Regions from separate parts of the Mus musculus genome. Here region 1 is linked to region 2. Evidence: chromatin contacts called from public Hi-C data. All regions are on one chromosome and are shown on one strand. The core of a region is the stretch at or near the end of the contact, and the rest is flanking DNA. Distances in the headings are between cores, read along the strand shown. Region 1 holds the start of Flrt2 (fibronectin leucine rich transmembrane protein 2). Region 2 has its middle 24 kb from the start of Gm26055.

What was found. Hi-C and Micro-C count contacts between places; a contact is called where the count stands out from the background.
Region 1: a Hi-C map of cranial neural crest shows a contact between it and region 2, with 3 times the contacts expected there. The contact joins the promoter of Flrt2 here to the enhancer-like site in region 2. A contact is called at or near these places in 3 of 39 promoter capture datasets (the 3T3-L1 cell line, 3T3-L1-derived adipocytes and liver), 8 of 484 Hi-C or Micro-C datasets (3T3-L1-derived adipocytes, adipose-derived mesenchymal stem cells, cranial neural crest and 3 more), 6 of 115 datasets of contacts at active chromatin or transcription factors (bone marrow-derived macrophages, embryonic stem cells and trophoblast stem cells) and 2 of 9 other capture datasets (adipose tissue and embryonic stem cells).

Annotation. Positions count from the first base shown.
Region 1 is chr12:95,690,113-95,693,810 of GRCm38.p6, forward strand. It overlaps Flrt2 (fibronectin leucine rich transmembrane protein 2), which reads left to right and starts at 2,114. Exons shown (of 2, transcript NM_201518.4): 1 at 2,114-2,503.
Region 2 is chr12:95,353,379-95,356,939 of GRCm38.p6, forward strand. No RefSeq gene overlaps it. Among named protein-coding and RNA genes, the nearest start is that of Gm26055, 24 kb to the right of the region's middle. Within about 2 kb of position 1,918, at least 5 of the 459 cell types and tissues checked have an H3K27ac peak or open chromatin away from gene starts, as enhancers often do.

The DNA of each region.
Region 1 (3,698 bases), core at 864-3,363, 340 kb after region 2:
TTTGTAGGAGTGTGGGTTTATTTCAGGGTCTTCGATTCTATTTCATTGATCAACCTGTCTGTATTTATACCAATACCATGAAGGTTTTGTCTTGTCTTTTCTTTCTTTTCTTTTCTTTTCTTTTCTTTTCTTTTCTTTTCTTTTCTTTTCTTTTTCTTTTTTTAATCACTATTGCTCTTCAGTACAGCTTGCAGTCAGGGAAAGTGATTCCTTCAAAAATAACTTTTTTATTGTTCAGAAATGTTCTGGCTATCTTGTTTTTGTTTTTTTGTTTTTCAAATACAAGACTTTTGTTCTGTCTGACCTCACTTCCATGCATTCCTTAAGTTGACTCTTCAGTCAGACTTACGACTTATCACATTGCTTCTCTACATACACTTCCAGTAGTATTTTCTTACATTTATAAAAATCATGATAATAATAATAACAACAACACCCATAGCTTTTTAGAAAGGAGGATATGCTCATTGCACTACTTTATTATACTTTTGAATCATCATTACTGGAAAATGAAATTATATTTATTAATAACCACCCCCTCTTCCTTTTCTGGATTAATTCTGTTTCCAGTAGCATGAATCACAATGTCAAGCCTGTTTAGGGTTTCATCTTGTTGGTTAACCAATATATGTTTGTAAGAATGAGCTTAATATACTGTCTTCTCAGAAGAAGGATATAGAGGATGATAGGTTCTGGGGACACATATGCATAACTGCACAGAAGAATGGATATTTAAAGAACGGTGGAAATGCATATGTCCTAAATTGTGAGCTTTGCTGATTCAAGAACCAAAGGAGCTATTGCTATGCTCTGCTGCCACCTTGGCAAATCAGAAGGATTTACAACGGAATTCTTCAAGCTGAAGTCTGAGGCAGCTCCAGAGGCCTCTCAGGACTGCTGGGCTCAGATGGGCATTTGCAGTTTCTGCCATTCACATCGGGTTGGGTATATTGGGTCCGGAGGAGGCACCGATTCGGTGGTAAAGCGCGGTTTGCTCTCCCTTTTAAAATAACCCCTTTCAGCAATGCCTATTCCACTGTCTAACAGCTTCCTACTGAAGAATAGAGCCTGAGAAAAACAGTTGTACGTTTGTGCTCAGATCACAGTGTCTGGGCTCATTTGACAGAGAAAGCTACAGCAGAAGAGAACAGTTTTCTCAGGCCTGAGTTTCTTTTCTGGGTCAACAAGACGGGTTCTCTGCTTATTCAATTAACTTTCTGGAAGTTCTGAATGTATAGGCAAAGCTGTTCACTAAACCCAAGCCGGAATTTGTTCATTATATAATTAACCTGTTCCAAGGGAGCTGAGGAGACATTGTTAGTCAAATCGCCCTTAAAACTAACCTGATATATATCAAGCCCTGCTCCCCTATTTTTAATTTTTGCATTTGTATTCTTTTTTCCCCCTCTCTATGTTTATTCCACTCATGCCTTTCTCTTTAGGCTCGTTTACCCAATCACATACCAACTTCGTTCTTGTCTCTTTTCCACCCGGTCTTCAGGTGTTTTACTCTTTCTTATTTAACTGATGTCATTTAGTTGACACCAGCTTCTGATGGGTAGGAGGGAGGCCACTCTCCTTGCGGTTTCATTTAAATTTGGCAGGAGTGGGTGGGTCCCCTTCTCCATTCCTCTCGCACTGCACTTGAAACTCTGTTAAGAGTTAGAGCTTGATCAGAGATTTCTAAGTCTTCAAAGCGCAGCTGGGCAAGGAAATTATATGAGAGGCGGGGGACACAGAAGTAAAGGAATAAAAGCCAACTTTGCTGGCAACTTCAATAAATCCGGTAACTGGAGGTTAAAAAAAAAATAGATTGTGAGGGCTGGGTCTGGTCCGGATGAAACGTTAGGTTCCTTCCCATCTCCGAGTCTCTCTCGGAAAGCGCGCCACTGGCACCTTGCCACCCAAGTGCCCCTAGACAGCCACACGCCCACTGGAACTGCACGTGAACAAAGCTTTTGCCCGGAAAGCCAGCGTCTGTGGTTTCTCAGCGCAATCTAGCTTCTATCCGGAGTGTAGGGTGAACACAGGGTTAAGCCAGTTCCCTCCTCGATGGGAGGGAAAGGAGTGGGAGGTGAGCAAAGCTTTCTGTCTTGCCGGGTACCTTGCAGTTAGTTGTACATTTGAAAGCAGTCGCCATCACTTGTGAGTTTGGCGTCATCCATTGTCACCACCAAGGAATGTGCGCTGGGAGATAACACCAAGGGCAGTGCTTCTCAAACACGCAGAGAGCTCTTTCTCTCTCTGCTTCCAGGTGCGCTCTTATCTGGTCCTCTGTCCCAAGTTTCCAGAACGTGGAGGCAGCAGCGCAGAACCGGTCACCGCGTCCACTGAACCTCAGGACCAGACTGGCAGTTCTCAACGATGGGCAGGAGGGACCTCGGCGGCGACCCCTAAAACAATACCATGCCCGGGGAGTCCCTCTACTGCCGCTCTAGCTTCTTCCCTTTCCACCTCCCGGACCCGGTTGGATTCGGATGAGCTAAGGAGACAAGGCTGCCAGGTAAAAGGATTGCTGTGCCAGGTGAAATTTCTAGTGACTGCCCTAGCTTTCTTTACATGGCCACCACATTATTTGGACCCCCACTCCCTTTTGAACAAGTGGTGGGTGGTCACTAGGTGGGTGTTCTATGTTTTGTCTTTTTATCCGCAAAGAAAATGGGATTCTTTTTCTATCTACCCCGACTACTTGGGGACCCGGTGTGTATGTGTGTGTGTGTGTGGGGGGGGGGGGGGCTGCGCCTTCTACATTCAAGTCGATTCCAAGTCCTCTAGGGAGTTTTGTAACCGAGTTGTGGGTAAAATCGCTCATTTGCTACCTGCCAAAAGCATCGATCCTAAATGGAGTTTTCCAAATCCCCTAAGCTTAGAACAGCCTTTCATTTCCTTAGAATGCTTCTCTTAAGTCCGGTAAGTAACAACCCTCCATACCCATCTGGGTTGAATGCAAGAAGTGTTATTATCAAGCCTCAGTATCTCAAGCCCCTACCTGCCCTATGCCCGAAATCCGGGATCAATTCCCCACTAAATTGGGGATGCTAGTTCGTTTTCTTTCCAATCGCTCGTGATTTTTACAAGCCAAGGACCTTTCCTGCCCTGCTGTTGCACCAGAACTGGTAGTTCCATAGCTGGTGTAATTGTGCTTTCCTTACTGGTCAGGGATGGAAAAGTCCCCAGGAGATCCCGATACTGGGGAGTCCACTTTCCCTGCGTCCAGTGCCTGGGCTGCGGAGATAGGTCCTTCTATGCCCTCAGGCGCTGAATGCAGATACCCAGAGTAGTAAGGGGGACGGACCTATCCAGCTGCCCTAGAGCCTCCACTAGACTCTGGCCTCCTGGAAAAAGCCCTCCTCTGAGCTGAACAGCCCAGGGCTCTTACTGGAGTTTTGAGAGCTAGTGTGGTCACTTTTTCTTGTAATCTCTTCCATGATTAAGAAGCCCAGCTAGCTAAGTCTGTCTTGGAAGGGCTGGTCCCACACTTGCTATTTGGATAAATCATGTGGCCTGCCAGGCGCCTTGGGCGACCAGGGGCAGTTGTTCCTGAAGGCTATCAACATCACCACTCTTATCTTGGCACTTTACTTCGGAAGCTTCCAAGATGACTCTCACTATCTGTTCTCAAATTAAAGTCTCCATTGGAGCTCCATTCTCTCCTGGTTATTTGTAGGTTACACTTTGAGTTTGGAGAAAAGACAGAC
Region 2 (3,561 bases), core at 668-3,167:
TCTCGCTCAAAAGGAGTAAATGTCAAAAAAGTCCTTAAACTCATCACTGAAATCAATAAGAACAAGAAAAACAATACAAAGAATCAATGGAACAAAGAATTAGTTCTTTGAAAAAAATTAATAAGATTGACAAAACTTTACCCAAATTAATTAAAAGGTTGAGGCAAGTGATCCAATTTAACATAATTAGAGATGAAGGGGAAACATAACAACAGACATTAAGGAATTCTGGAGAATCATAAAAATATACTCTAAAAACCTGCAATCCACCAGATTGGAAAATCTATTCAATAATTTTATCAATAAATTTAATTTACCAGAGTTGAGTCAAGATCAAATAAACAATTTAGCCAAATATATAAACTCAGCAATCAAGTGCAATCATTAAAACTCTCCTTACAAAACAAACAAACAACAAAACAGAATTCAACTGGACAACCAAAGATGAGTTAATGAATTACTCTACAAAATAGAAACTGAAGGAACTTTACCCAATTTATTTCACAAAGTCACAGTTACCTTGATTCTAAACGCACATGAAAAAAATATATATATATAAAGAAAGGGAAGTATAGACAAGTTTCCTGTATGAGTATAGGTACAAAAATTCTCACTAAAATACTTAGCAAACTGTATCGAAGAACATATCAAAAGGATCATTCCTTCAAATTAAGTCCACTTCAATCCCGAGATGCAGGAGTAGTTCAACATACATAGAAACGCACAGAGACATGTGCAGCATGCACAAGGCCAATGCTGGTCTTTACAAGATGAGGTCCTAGAGACGAAAGAAGTAGCCACATAACCCCATCCTTAATCTAGAAACAACCTCTAATTGATGAGCACTTGCAAATGAAAGCTTAGTTTGCTGTAAGAGAGGCTCTCTGGGGAGACCCGCTCCTCTTAAAGATAAGCCCCATACCAAGCAGTAAATGAGCAACAGAAAACAAAATCAATGACATCTTTGAAGGTTCCTTTTCTTACCCTGTCATATGAGGGCTTTTCCTCTTTTATTTAAAATACTTTTCTTCTTTCCTTTTACTTTTTGTAATTCTGTACATTCATTAAGCTTTATTTTATTATATATTTTTCTCTCTTATAATATTTGTGTATCTATTATAGATTACAGTTTAGTTGTGTTTATGAGAGTCCTGAGTATACAGATGAGTGGATCTTTGCATTTGTATCTGTATCTTGTGCCTTCTCTAGCACTCCTTTCCCTATGTCTGGTTTGTTTGTTTAGAGTTCAATTCCAAGGTGGTAAATTTTACTTTATTTTATTTTATTATCAACTAGAACTGTGACTTTTTTCTAAGGAGAGACAAAAAGAAAGATCCAGATGAGAGGGAGGTCTGGAGGAACTCGGAGAAATAGAGAGAGGAGGAACTGTAATGAGAATATATTCGGTAATACAAAAACAATTTTCAATAAAAGGGAAAAAAGAAGAAGTAAAAACAATAAATGATTATAATCTTTCTTGGCATGGCATATTTTCTATAGAGAAGCAAAGTTACTCTTTGTTTATAAATAGTTTATAAATTAAACTATTTCTCTTCTGTTTTAAATTTGCATTTTGACCCTGGGATAATCCGATTCCTGCTAAGTTGACATGCATCAATTGCTAATTCCATAATTAACAGGGGTGAATGGAACACTAAGCCGAATCTTTCCTATTATAGGAAACAATGTTCACTGAGATCTCTAACTTGATTGCTTTTAAGCAAGGGAATAATCACTAAATAAGCAGGGCTTAAAGAAAATATAAGCTGTAGAATGGATAGATACCACTGAATAGACTCTGTCATTTCCTTCCTAAAATGCGTGATTGTGGGTTTCATGGTTTACTTCTCATCTGGTTGAGAGCTCTTCCTGCTTCTTTTGGTGGGTTTGTTTGTTTTAAAGACCAGCAGTGCAGGGACAGCAGCCGAACACAACTTTCTTGAAAAGTCTTTTGTGTCTGTTCACTCTGGCCAGAGAATTAATCCCAGACCAGCCTGTTTACATGACAATGTTGATATCTGATTCTGTCATTCAAAAGAAAATAGGAAACTTTTGCCTGACAGCCATAATTCTACTTTTCCTGGCTTGGGTAAGACACAGACTTTCTTCTAAATTCTTTTCTTTCAGACGAAGAACGTTTACCGTGGATGATTTAAAATTCATACATCGCTAGCATACTTGTTGCTATTTATTTTTTTAAAACATTTCAAGTCTACATGGAACTGAGCCCAAAGCTTTTAAATCTGCTCATCTATCTGACCTTTAGAATTCCAAACTATGCTGTCGGTTATCACACTTTTTACTTCCCTGTGTGCTTCATTCTACATTTCTTAAATTCTGATTCTTCATCTGCACCACCTATAATTTGTTTATTTTAAAACCAGCCTACTTTAAACAACACTTATGAGCACTGTTGTAAAGAATCAGTTACACAAAGAGACTATGATAATTCATCCTGAAGAAACTTTGCTTAACTATTGCATTAATCATCTTTAAATGTAGTACATCAGGTTTTCAAAGACTAGATAATTTAATTGTCAAAATGTTATTATAACGACCAAAACTACAGCTAAGCTCAGTAATCCTTCGGAACATCTATGTTTACAGAAAACAGTATGGGCTGGTAAGAGTCACTATTTAGCCTTTCGTATTTATCTTACAGACATTTGGAGCTCAGTCCCAGGCATCCACGTTGTGCAGCTCACAACAGCCTGCTGCTTCAGCCACAGCGATTCCAATTTCCTTTTCTGCCTTCCACAGACATCTGTCCTCATGTTCAGACAAAGATATACAAAATGAAAAACAAAACAGTTATTTAAAAAAGAAGATGCTAGAAGACACCAGGTTGTATTTGAACTATTTCTACCACGTCTTGGCACTTTGCCCATCAAAATACTTGTTCTCCACCTTCCTCTTCCTAAAGGTCTAGCTGCAGGAATTTTTAATTCTTGACTTTAAATTTTTGTTTGTTTGGTTTTTTGTTTTATTAGATATTTTCTTTTCTTTTCTTTTTTTTCTTTTTCTTTTATTTTTTCTTTTTTTACATTTCAAATGTTATCCCCTTTCCTACTTTCCCCTCCGAAAAACCCCATCCTCTCGCCCTCCCCCTGCTTAACAACCCATCCACTCCTACTTCCTGACCCTGGCATTCCCCTATACTGGGGCATAGAGCCTTCAAAGGACCAAGGGGCTCTCCTCCCATCCTCCCATTGATGACCACCTAGGCCATCCTCTGCTACATATGCAGCTAGAGCCATGAGTCCCACCATGTTTTCTTTGGTTGATGACTTAGTCCCAGGGAGCTATGAAGGTACTGGTTAGTTCATATTTTTGTTCCTCTTATGGGGCTGTCAACTCCTTCAGCTCCTTTCCTTGAGATTCTACCTCACACCAGTCAGAATGGCTAAGATCAAAAACTCAGGTGACAGCAGATGCTGGCAAGGATGTGGAGAAAGAGGCACATTCCTCCATTGCTGGTGGGATGGCAAGGTGGTACAAGCACTCTGGCAAATCAGTTTGGCAAATCCTCAGAAAATTTGATAGAGTACTATGAGAGGACCC